3 separate regions of the Mus musculus genome follow, and all the other regions are linked to region 2. A link is a contact called in public HiChIP or PLAC-seq data. All regions are on one chromosome and are shown on one strand. The core of a region is the stretch at or near the end of the contact, and the rest is flanking DNA. Distances in the headings are between cores, read along the strand shown. Region 1 holds the start of Snw1 (SNW domain containing 1). Region 2 holds the start of Ism2 (isthmin 2). Region 3 holds the start of Pomt2 (protein-O-mannosyltransferase 2).

Region 1 (3,713 bases), core at 196-2,695, 170 kb after region 2:
AGCAAGAGGGACTTGCTTTCTTGCAGAGAAGGAAGGAGGGAGGCAAGCAGGCAGGCAGGCTAGGCACCATGTAAGCTGCTTGCTGGTTGGCAGAGTGGCTTATACTCATCTAGCTTATACTGTTCAGGATATCCCGCCTAGGGAATGGAGCAGCCATTAGTGGTTTGGATCTTCCTGCATCTCTTAGCAAGAAAAACAATCCTTTCCAGACATGTCCATAAGCCAATCTGTTCTAGGCAATTTTTTCACCTGATATCTTTTGACCAGGTGTTAAGCAGACAGTTAAAGCTAACCAGGTCAGTGTTATTCTGTTTTTGTTTTTAAATCCTGGCCTTAAACTACCTATACAGACCTGATTGGCCTTGGAACTCTGAGATCCTCCCGCCTGCACTATTTTCATCCGTGTACCCACTTGTCCATCTTCCCGGTTTAAAAAAAATTTTTTTTTCATTCTACATATACTACCTCTAGGGCAAAGCAGGACAACAAACCTTAATTCATATAACCAAAATATTCTTAGGATTCATATTGTTATGAGCCAGGAAAAAATATGAGAAGTGGGTTTAACAGGTACAATCCAAGGCCCTAAAGTGAATACCTTCTTTAAAATCAGACTTTTCCAGCTGAGTTTGCATGGAAAGTTTTTCCACTTACAGCAGTTGGGAGTTACATAACTTTTTGGAAGTCTCCCACTTAGCATTTTCTTTTCCTTAAAGGTTGGAAACACTTTACATACAGTAACCAGGGCAACCAGGAACAGCAAAAGCCGGAGGTGGTTCTATGTACAAAAGAAATTCTAAGATCCAAAGTTAAAAGGTGGAGCGGCGCGCATTTAGTCAACAGCAGCCCCTACTGCTGTCAATTAAAAAAAAACTTGGTCGGTTCTCGGACGTTCCCAACTCTTTGTTTTTTTGTTTTGTTTTTTTTTTTTTTTTTGCAAAAATCTTTGTTTCGGGAGAGAGAGAGTAGCAGGAGAAAATGAGAAGCACAAAACATACAAGCGGCTGGAAAGCCTCCCACGAGACGGGCGAGCTTTGCTTAGCGGGGTTAAATAAGCCGCGGCTTCGCAGTGCAACCATCTCAGCCCGCAGTCCACAAGGCGCTCGTCAATCTACCGCGCCGCTTACGCGAAGCACATGTGAGGTCCTCGCGGCGAGGCCATGTCAGGGCTCTCGGAACAGGGGGGGGCGAACTCAACCCGGGAAGCCCCGAAGGAAAGACCCCGGCTTCGGCGCGGCCTAGTCGCGGAGGAAGCCCGAGAGAGGTTCCAGCCACGGTTTTGACTAAGTTACTTCTGCGCCTCAGGCCAGGTCACAGCCCGAACAGTACGGGCAGAAAGGAAAAGATGTGTACTCCAGACCCTTCCGTATCGAGGACCCAAATCAACAACCCACCTGGTGAGCGCCATCTTCTTCCGCTTCTTCCTGCGCAGGCCACAACGTCGCCGGGCGAGTCTTGCCCGGGAACGAGGAACACAATGGAAAAATGCTCACTGCGCAGGCGCTCTGACCGAACGGCCCTCTGGGCCTTGTAGTTCTTTGAGAGAGACTTGTGACAGCCAGTCTGTTGAAAGTGCGTTAGCAACAACTACCTTAGCATACGAAATTCCTTACTTCTGTAGATTTTACAGGCTACAGGGTCTCTGTTTAACATGTCAGTAGTGATAATACAAAATATGATATAAAGCCTTATTTTGGGACGCTAATACTATTATCCAACTCTGCTTTAAGGCCGCTACACATAGTACTGCTTAAGAGTTTTGAATAGGATGCAAAGTCTGGCTGATCCCCCACTATAAGCCACCCTCCGTGCATATAGTTAATCGTTGTGTTAACAGTCATCTACTTTAAATTTTGCTTCACGAATGAATTATTTAAAAAACAGTGTGGGGTGTGGCAAATAAAGAAGATGCTAGAAATTAAGATCAATGAGCGTAGATTTAGTTCAGCTGATAATTTGGAGCTGAAGTAGGACTGAGACAGGTAAGAAAGACAATTATTTCTTTCTGAGATAGGGTTTTTCTGTGTAGTCCTGGCTGCCTTGGAACTTTTCCTATAGACCAAGCTGGTCATGATCTGACATCAGCTTGACACTGCCTCCTAAGTGTTAGGATCAAAGGTCTTTGCCACTGAATGCAGCTCAAGAAAGACAGTTCTTAGTCCAGCAGTTGAGGCACATGCCTTTAATCCCAGAGGTAGATCACTGTGAGTTCAAAGCCAGTCTGGTCTACAGAGCTAGTTCTAGGATGGCCAAGACTACACAAAGAAACCCTGTCTCAAAAGACTAAAACCAAACTGTCTTAGTGTACCCATTACTGTGAAAAGATGCCATGACTGAGGCAACTTTTATAAAGGAAAATATCACTTGTAGCTGGCTTAAATTTTCAGGGGTTCAGTTCATTATCATTATAGCAGCATCCAGGCAGACATAGTGCTGGAGAAGGAGCTGAGAGTTCAGCAAGCCAATTTGAAGGCAGTAAGGAGAGACTGCTTGTCTCACTCTGGGCAGAGCTTGAGTAGATATAGATCTCTTCAAAGTCCTACATCCACAGTGGCAAACCTCCTCCAACAATGCCATACCTCCTGAGAGTACCACACCTTGCACTAAGCATAAGTAAATCACCACGCCAAACAAACAAAAGGACTCTTCTTGCCACACACTGGTTTTCTATGGTAATGAGAGACTAAAGAGGCTACTGAGGGCAATGTTAAAATAATGAATGTGGGAAATCAGAAAGGCATAGCCCAAAACCTAGGATGTAGGATTGAAAGAAAGGGATGGATATGTATTCTGACAGTCAATTCTCATTTTCCACAGAGACATATCGTTTGGGGTGCTTGTACCCTGATGATCCCTAATCATCCCATGGTTATATAGAGAACAGCAATTTTACTACAACACAATTAAGAGAGTAGATCTGGCTGGGCAGTGGTGGTGCACACCTTTAATCCCAGCACTTGGGAGGCAGAGACAGGTGGATTTCTGAGTTTGAGGCTAGCCTGGTCTACAGAGTGAGTTCCAGGACAGCCAGGGCTACACAGAGAAACCCTATCTTGAAAAGCCAAAAAAAAAAAAAAAAGAAGAAGAAGGAGGAGGAAGAGGAGGAGGAGAAAGAAGAAGAAGAAGAAGAAGAAGAAGAAGAAGAAGAAGAAGAAAAGAGAGAGAGAGAGAGAGAGAGAGAGAGAGAGAGAGAGAGAGAGAGAGAGAGAGAGCTCTGTAGAACTGATTGGGTGACACAGTGGGTAAAGGCCCTTGCTGCCATGCTTGACTGCCTGCGTACAGTCTCACATACATGGAGAAATCAGAATCTCTCAGGTTGTTCTCTGACCTACTCATGCGTGTTGTGGTAGTTTTACACACACAGACTCATACACTATATGTAACAAAACTTAATTTATAATTCTAGGTATACGGGGTATTTGTCTGCATGTATATATGTACCACATGCATGCCTGGTGCCCGAGGCTAGAAGAGGATATTGGACCCCTTGGGTACTACAGTAGCAGATGTTCATAAGCCACTAATGTGGGTGTTGGGAATTAAACACAGGTTCTCTGGAAGAGTAGTCAGTGCTCTTAACTGATCTCTTCAAACCAATAAAGTTTATTTTTAAATGACTTGCCATAGTCAGTGATTTCCTTTAAGTATGTACAGTGCGAGTTTGGTTCCTATGTGCTGGATTTTCATGAGTTTCCCTATGTCATCTGGTTCTG
Region 2 (3,634 bases), core at 641-3,140:
GCTGTCCTGGAACTCACTTTGTAGACCAGGCTGGCTTCGAACTCAGAAATCCGCCTGGCTCTGCCCCCCCCCCCCCCCCCCCAGTGCTGGGATTAAAGGCGTGTGCCACCTCAAACTTGGTGTAGTTGACAGTGACCTCGTGCTTCTTGTCCTTATGCCTAAATCTCCCCAGTGCTGGGATTACAAGCCTGTGTCACCATGCCCTACCAAACCAATTTAATTTGACCACTATCATTATCCTTAGGTTAGCAGCTAGACTCTGATTTTTGGGTGTTTGTTTTGTCGTTGTTGCTATGGTAGTTGTTTCTAGTTATTTCATTGTTTTGTTTTGTTTTGTTTTCCTTTTTCTTTGAGACAAATGTGGCTATGTAGCTCAGACTAGCCCCAGATCCTACATGGCACATATTGGATGGCCTCGAACAAGGTGTCTTGCTTCAAATGCCTGAATGCTAGAAATCCAGGTACATCCAGGTCAGAAATCCCTGTATTTGTCCATGTCCGTGTTTCTCAACAATGGCCAAGTAGATGTGTGCCCCTCAGGAAACATCTGGCAGCATCTGGCCCTATGGCAGTGCCTAGGAACAGTGATAGGCTTCTTGCAAAGCAAGAGACAGCTGCCCCCAGGACTACAAATTCCAGGCCCCAGAATGAAGGCAGCCCTATTACAGCCCTATAATTAACAGGATACATTCCTACTGGGGAAAGCTGGGAACTTGAGGAGAAAAAAAAATGTCTTAGAGGTGACAATGGTTTGTGATATTTAAGGGATGTAAACTTAAGGGAGCCTTCCCATCCTCTGAAGGGCTCTGGGAGTCTGGGCTCTAACAATATAGCCCAAACTCCGGTCCAAGTCATGCATTTAGCATCTCTTGTTTCCTATAGGTCCTGGCCCCTCAGTTTCCCCATTTCGGAAATAGGAGTCTTCCTCCAGAACAGCTCCAGGCAAGAAGAGCCCATCAGCTGGGCAGTGGTGACACACGCCTTTAATCCCTTCACTTGGGAGGCAGAGGCAGGTGGATTTCTGAGTTTGAGGCCAGCCTGGTCTACAGAGTGAGTTCCAGGACAGCTAGGGCTACATAGAGAAACCCTGTCTCGAAAAGAAGGAGGAGGAGGAGGACTACACATCAGGCTGGCTCTTGCATTACAAACAAGCCTCCATGGAAATGGGGACAGGAACGGGGAATAGCCACTAAAACTGTGAAAGGAGAGCATAAGGCTAGACCGCAGTGATTGGTGACTGAAACACTGTTTCTAACACAGCCAGCACTCTTTCGCCATGCTCTTCTATCTCAGGACACACATTCTTTGAAGAAATGCTGGCTGACAGCCTACACCCAGCAAGGTGCAGAACGCCCTTAACTCCCTCAGCCTGCCTCAACTCCCAATGGAAAACTCGAATCCTTGGTTGGTTAGTATTTAGGGGCTGCTTCAAGAGAATCACTTAGCCCAAGTCGGTAGCCCCAGGCCACCACTCCACAGAGCCCTGGAATCTCCTCTCTCCGCTCCAGGGTGGCTTTTCAGGGGTGTGCTGCTGCAGGTGATGTTCGCTCAGGGCGAGGAAGGGGTGGGTAGGACCCAAGAAGCCGGGCCACCGCGGAGCAGGCACCACAGTCAACTTTTCCCTCTGCAGCCAGTACGTTACGGCGCCACCAGGGCTCGCGGCCACGCGTGGAGAGTGTAAACTCCTGCGGGCTCAGTGCTCCTGGCCATCGTCCAGTGCCCACCCTGCTCCGTCCCTCCAGTCCCGCTCATCACTCACCTCCGCCATCCTCGAGTGGCCGTGGGGCCCGGGACCTCGCTTCCTCAGTGGGAGCCCTCGGCCAGTGGCCAGCAGGGCGGCCAGCAGCATCAAGGCGCGCGGGAACCGTGCTCGGCTGGGCGGTGGCCGCATCGTGTCCCTTCCAGGCTGCTCTGCCAGAGCCGCGGGGCTCGGGAGCGCGTTCGCGCCCCGCCTCGCCTCCTCCTGGGGCGGGAGCGCGGGCTGCGGCGCAGGCTCCGTCCAGTCGCGCGGGGACCTCGCGAGGAGCGGCGGGAGCGCGCGCTCGGGTGCGCGCCGCCGGTGAGCAGGGGTCTGCGAGCGAGGTCAGTGGCCCCATGTCTCTCTACCCCCCTTCGCCCTCCCCAAGGGGCCCCTCGGCGCTCGGGGACTCGTCCGGGCTCCGCGGGGCGGCTCCTTTGATCTGGCGGCCACCCCGCCCTCAGTCCCCGCCACTGTCGCCGTCGCGGCCCCAAGCGAATTCCTGTCCCGGGAAAGTTGCGGTCCCACGAGGGGCTGCTGAGGGGCGAGAAGGCTGCGGCGCCACAGGAGCGCTCCTCGACAGCGCGGGCGACAGCCTCCCAAACTAGCCCGGGCCTCACAGGCAGGGACGCGCGACTGACCGGCGGCGAGCGGTGGGAGACTTTGGAACTTAGGCAAAAGTGTGCGTGCAGCCAGGTAGGTTTGCGAGGGACTTTGGAAGTTCAACAGCGTCGCCTGGGATGAGGAGCCCGCCGCCACATTGCGGTCCCAGCTCCCGATCCCCTTTCAGCTTTTAGGACTGTCAGACCCAGGAGACCACACAAGCCACAGTCCCAGAACAGCGGGTGTGCTGTGGTGGGGTAAGCCTGAGTGCAGGGGTCGGAGGATCCGTCCTGCAGCTGGTGTCGCTGATCCTTAGGACAGCCCAGCCCTTTCGGCCAGACCTTCGGGTTGGATCTTCACAGTAAGCCACTCACTGAACGGCGACCTTTGGGCAACTAGAATTCCGGAGCAGTGGCTTAGACCAGGTGGTAGGATGAGAATAGGAGAGAATGAAATCAAGGTGATACCTACCTGGGATGGCGGGAGGAGGGAGCCTGGAAGCGAACCTGGGGGCAGTGGAGAGGGTGGCTATTATGACCAAGCTGTGGTCTACGACTGCTCAGGGGTGCCTGAAGTAGAGTGGAAATCTCAGAGCTGCGCTGGGTTTTGTTTTGTTTTGCTTTTACTTGGTCTTGTTTTGAAATTACCCCTGCTCTCCACAGCAGCAGAATTGAATGGTGACGCATTGCATTGGGTGACAGCCTGCTTGTGGGGTCCTGTCAAAGGGGTTGAATATTGGCAGTTTCGCATGATCCAAATTAAGAAGATGGCTGCCTGGTACGTGATAAACACCGAGAACAGAATTTTAGCCAGGGAGCGGCTTCTAAATTAAGCTGAATTCACCGGACTAAAGGTTAAGCTTTACATTTAAAAAAAAAAGTTTATTTATTTTATGTATATGCGTATACTGTCGATGTCTTCAGACACACAACAGAGGAAGACACTGGATCCCATTACAGATGGTTGTGAGCCACCATGTGGTTGCTGGGAATTGAACTCCGGATCTCTGGAAGAGCAGCCACTGAGCCATCTCTCCAGCCCCCTCTTTTTTTTTTTTTTCTTTTTGGTATAAATATTTTCACATCTACCGCCAATATTTTAGCCATACTTTTGACACTTTTTACCAGATTAAAAGTGACTTTGAAGATAATGAGCTTGTTGGGCATTCATTCATTCATTCATTCATTCTGTTTCCATGTCAATAACTGCTACTCCACTCCAAGCCACGCCCTCTCCTCTCCAAGCTACGCCCCCTAGTCTGGACTGTCTGAATACCCAAACGGGCTCTGTTGG
Region 3 (4,040 bases), core at 691-3,190, 150 kb before region 2:
GTCTGCAAAGTGAGTTCCAGGATAGCCAGGGCTATACAGAGAAACCCTGTCTCAAAAAACAAAACAAAACAAAAAACAATTCTCTCTTTCTCCTCTAAGTCTAACCCCAAAGCCAGATAAGATTCAGACGGGCCACCTAAGACAAGTGGCAGCTGATGATGGACAACCACACGTGCCAAGAATGTACCTAGGATGCCCTAACTGCATTTGACCTGGGCCATTTCTTAGGGCTGTGCTTGCAATAAGAGATATGGCAATGTCTCCTATGAGAACAGAGCTAATTAAGGCTTGTGAGTGTTAAAATAGATTTCCCAAACTCGTTAGTCCTTGGCCATTATGTAACCCACTGTGGGTACACCTATCTCTTTGGGATACAGTCATGTATAGTAGGATTTGACAGGGGGTGGAAGAACCTAACTCTAAAGGTGCTGATATTCATTCCCCTTCCTGTGATTACGCCTTTGTGTTTAACCCAGTAGTTACAGCTCCCAACAGTCATAAAATGCACCTAATTTATTAATTAGCTTCACAGTAATTTATTAGTTTCCTATAGGAGCAGCCCTGTCAGTGTGTTTGCTTGCTCTTGAGTAAGATCCACTTGTGACACCTTCTATGCTAAGTTTCTGTTTGGTGATATAGAGAAGATAAAACATCCCTTCCAGCTAAAGATCAAGTAACTCTGTGAGCTTGGGAAATGGAATTGAACCAAGCCTCAAGCCACCATCTGTATCATACAAAGTAAGGCCTAGAAAATAATTCTCACAGGATAACACCAGACCTGTTGCTCAGAATCTGTGCCGCCATCTCCCGATACCCAAACTATCCTTACTCTATAGGAATCTTTTTCTTTGAAAATCACGCTTTGGGAAAATTATGTTCTACGAATTTACTAATTTCTCAGCCAAGTTCAAAGAACCTCTGAGTATCACCATTTTAAAGCCAGGTGACTAGAAGACATGAGGACAACTCCTGCAAACTCCGAGTGTGGGACCCCCACCAGGGCAAACCTATTCTCCGAGGTTTGACACACCGGAAAGCTTTCCCCAGCCACCCCCTACTCCCCTCGAAATACAACTGAGTTTCTCTACCGCCAAGGACCTGTCGTGCCTCCGATGAATCCCGCCCACTTCGCGCCCTCAAGCCAATCAGAGGGTGGCGTCACTCCCTCTCAGTTGCCATGGTGCCCGCCAAGTCCTTTCCGCCACTTACCAGATGTGAGCAGGCTGGTCCAGCCGGTGAAAGCGGGTGGCAAAGGACAGCAGCGTCACCACAGCCAACGTGGCCCACCACCCTGCCGCCTGGAAGCGCCGCGAGCTCCAAGCAGGCCGTTTAAGTTTCCGTGCTGCAGCCTGGGGGACCACGTCTCGGCTCACGGCTCTGGCAGCCTGCGGCACACAGCGGCCCCTACGGGGACGCAGCTCGGAGCCCGCTAGGCCACCGCCTATGGCCGGCGGCATCCTCCCCTTCCGAAGGATCACCCTCCGGGCCGGAGGCACGCCGGGTCTTGTCCGCTGCCCCGTCAAGGGGTCATAAGAAGGCGTCTCGAGGTGCCATGGGATTTGTAGTTCCCTCCGTTTGCCGCGGAGCGCCGGGCCCCGGGCTCTGGGCGGGGCGGAAAGTGTGGTGGCCGCCCGGGCAGCTAAGAGGCGGCCTGAGGCGTAGAGCATTGCGGGAGGCGGAGGGAAACCAAGGACTGACAAACTCGAGTCGGCTCATGAACTACAACTCCCAGCAGCTCAGGGGGCGGGGGCGGGGCCAGCCCGAAGGAGGGAGGCCATCTAGTCCAACCTTCGCTCTCTGGACCCCGCTAGGCCTCAGTCATCTTCTAGTCCCGAGAGCTGACTTTCTTGGCCGGCCGACCGGGCGAGATGCAAGCCGGGAAGGTCTGTGCCCCACGTCCGGGGATGAGGGTCTCTCCTGAGAAACGCGGAGAAGAGCTGTGGGGGGGGGCGGGGCTGAGAGCTCGCTTCTTCGCGTGGCGCCACAACGACTCCCGGCGTGCACCTCGGCGCCCGCTCACTCTACACCTGCGCGCTGGCCGCTGAACCTTATGGTGGTGGTAGATTGGGCCGGGAAGGCTAAACTTGGAAGCTTTTGAGGGGCGTCCAATCGCGCTTTTCCCTGCTTCGGGTAGACAGACCTCTTCTAGGGCTTTCAAACATGGTTCCCTACTTTGCAGTTTCGCGGCGCCCTTCGTATGTCTCTCAGGGGACCTGGTGGTCCAGGCATGCACCAAAGGCAAGGGGGAAAGATGTGACTCTTTAACGACGTTAATAATCACTTGTAGTATCTGCTCAGGTTTCTAGTTTTGTCGGTTTGGCTCTAAGAAACGATCTTGCTGTGCAGCCCAACCTGACTTTGAACTTTGACTCTCCCGCCCCCGCCTTCCAAGTGCTGGGATTCCAGGCTGTGGCATATGGAGCGTCCAGGGTTTAAGTCGAACTTCTTTAGTCCACCCTAGAGCCATTTGTATTTAAGCCATTGCTGGAATGGAGCTGCGAGTGTGTTTTATAAGAGACTTAAAATTGAGTCTCTTAGGAGGGCCGATATGTAGGAAGGCGGCACATTAGATGCAAAGGACATTGCATCCGGTTAATATAGATTTTCCACATACAGATGTGATTTTTCAGGATTTTAATCATGTAAGAAATGGTATAAAAACAGCTAGGGATGTACGCAACTCTGACGTAGCTCCTAGCATGGGCCGAGTCTCCCACAACAGAAAAACTGCAAATTTAAAGTCGCCAGAATGCATGTTTGAGTTGGAAACATGATCCTTCCCGGTGCTAATTAAACGGACATTCTACTTGATATTAAAAAGTAGCTGTTCAAGTGCAAAAATCGCCAGGTGGTTTGCTGTTAGTGCTTAGCTGTGATTTCTCTCCCTGTTTATCTAAAAGCACATAGGAGACAAGCCTCCAGATGCTCTGCAGAGAGGGTTAGGATTGTCTTTATCAGGTTAACTGATGTGGGAGAGTGACACCATTCCCTGGGTTGGGTCTGGCTGGGCCCATAATAAGGGGGAAGTCAGCCAAGCACCAACACACAGCATTGTTCTGTTTCATGCTGTGGATGCATAGGTTACTTACCAGCTGTTTCAGGCTGCTCTTCCCCCAAACCCCACCCCACCCCCACCCCAGGTGACTTACTACATCTTGAATTATAAGCCAAAATAAACCACTCTTCTTTAGACTGCCTTTGTTGGGGCATTTTATCATAGCAGCAGGAAAAGAAACTAAAATGATATATAAGAAAAAAAAATAATAATAGATGTAGGGTAAGATTCCAGCTGGGTGATGGTGATGCATGCCTTTAATCCCAGCACTCGGGAGGTAGAGGCAAGCGGATTTCTGAGTTCGAGGCCAGCCTGATCTACAAAGTGAGTTCCAGGACAGCCGGGGCTATACAGAGAAACCCTGTCTCGAAAAAGCCAAAAAAAAAAAAATTCTGTTTCCTGCTGAAGGGCCATGGGGTGTCGCGCCCACCTCAGCCAGCAAGGAAGACACGACATGGTCAGATTCTTCTCAACAGCCTTTATTGCAGGAACACCTCGATGCTGCTACCGGGACAGGGCACCCAGGGAGGGCTGCTTATATACACCCTAGCACAGGAGAAGGCTCCATGGCCCCCCAGGATTGGTCAGTCTGCCTGCATCTAATTTGCATGTACCTGCTCAGGAGGGGTCAGGCTAGCACCTGCGCAATGGTGTTGTTTACCACAAAGGCACACAGAAAGCCTGCGCCATCTTAGAGTTGGCTTCCTACATCTCCCTCTTTTTTCTTTAATGAAATGAGGCTGGTCTAGGCCTGGGCAAATCTGTCCATGGCCAGGGCTCCTGTCTTAGGTCGATCCTCTAGTATCACAGCCTTACCCATCATAGGGTTATCCTATGATGGCCTCCAGGCCCCTTCTCTTAGGTTGGTCTGTGCATGAGGAAAGTTGCCCGTCTCTGGATACCATGGATCTGTGTGACTACAACTGCCAAATGACCTAGGGCGGACTCTTAATTTTTTAAAGAGGCCAGCCAAATATTGGGAGAT

What was found. HiChIP or PLAC-seq counts read pairs in DNA pulled down with a chosen protein or histone mark.
Region 1: a contact with region 2 is called in an H3K27ac HiChIP or PLAC-seq map of embryonic stem cells, with 5 read pairs. The contact joins the promoter of Snw1 here to the promoter of Ism2 in region 2. A contact is called at or near these places in 2 of 39 promoter capture datasets (macrophages and pre-B cells), 1 of 115 datasets of contacts at active chromatin or transcription factors (embryonic stem cells) and 3 of 9 other capture datasets (adipose tissue, liver and pancreatic islet).
Region 3: an H3K4me3 HiChIP or PLAC-seq map of embryonic stem cells shows a contact between it and region 2, with 17 read pairs. The contact joins the promoter of Pomt2 here to the promoter of Ism2 in region 2. A contact is called at or near these places in 11 of 39 promoter capture datasets (the 3T3-L1 cell line, 3T3-L1-derived adipocytes, the C10 cell line and 7 more), 2 of 484 Hi-C or Micro-C datasets (both in bone marrow-derived macrophages), 11 of 115 datasets of contacts at active chromatin or transcription factors (the 230-238 cell line, bone marrow-derived macrophages, double positive thymocytes and 6 more) and 4 of 9 other capture datasets (adipose tissue, liver, macrophages and 1 more).

Annotation. Positions count from the first base shown.
Region 1 is chr12:87,470,854-87,474,566 of GRCm38.p6, forward strand. It overlaps Snw1 (SNW domain containing 1), which reads right to left and starts at 1,446. Exons shown (of 14, transcript NM_025507.2): 1 at 1,395-1,446. The coding sequence starts at 1,408.
Region 2 is chr12:87,297,815-87,301,448 of GRCm38.p6, forward strand. It overlaps Ism2 (isthmin 2), which reads right to left and starts at 1,891. Exons shown (of 6, transcript NM_001290302.1): 1 at 1,760-1,891. The coding sequence starts at 1,891. Gm51956 (a long non-coding RNA gene) reads left to right here and starts at 1,263. Exons shown (of 4, transcript XR_003950111.1): 1 at 1,263-1,537; 2 at 1,631-2,434; 3 at 2,529-2,702; 4 at 3,004-3,491.
Region 3 is chr12:87,145,962-87,150,001 of GRCm38.p6, forward strand. It overlaps Pomt2 (protein-O-mannosyltransferase 2), which reads right to left and starts at 1,941. Exons shown (of 21, transcript NM_153415.4): 1 at 1,210-1,941. The coding sequence starts at 1,667. It overlaps Gstz1 (glutathione transferase zeta 1 (maleylacetoacetate isomerase)), which reads left to right and starts at 1,746. Exons shown (of 9, transcript NM_010363.4): 1 at 1,746-1,883. The coding sequence starts at 1,869. It overlaps Gm6566 (predicted gene 6566), which reads right to left. Exons shown (of 3, transcript NR_136901.1): 3 at 3,514-4,040.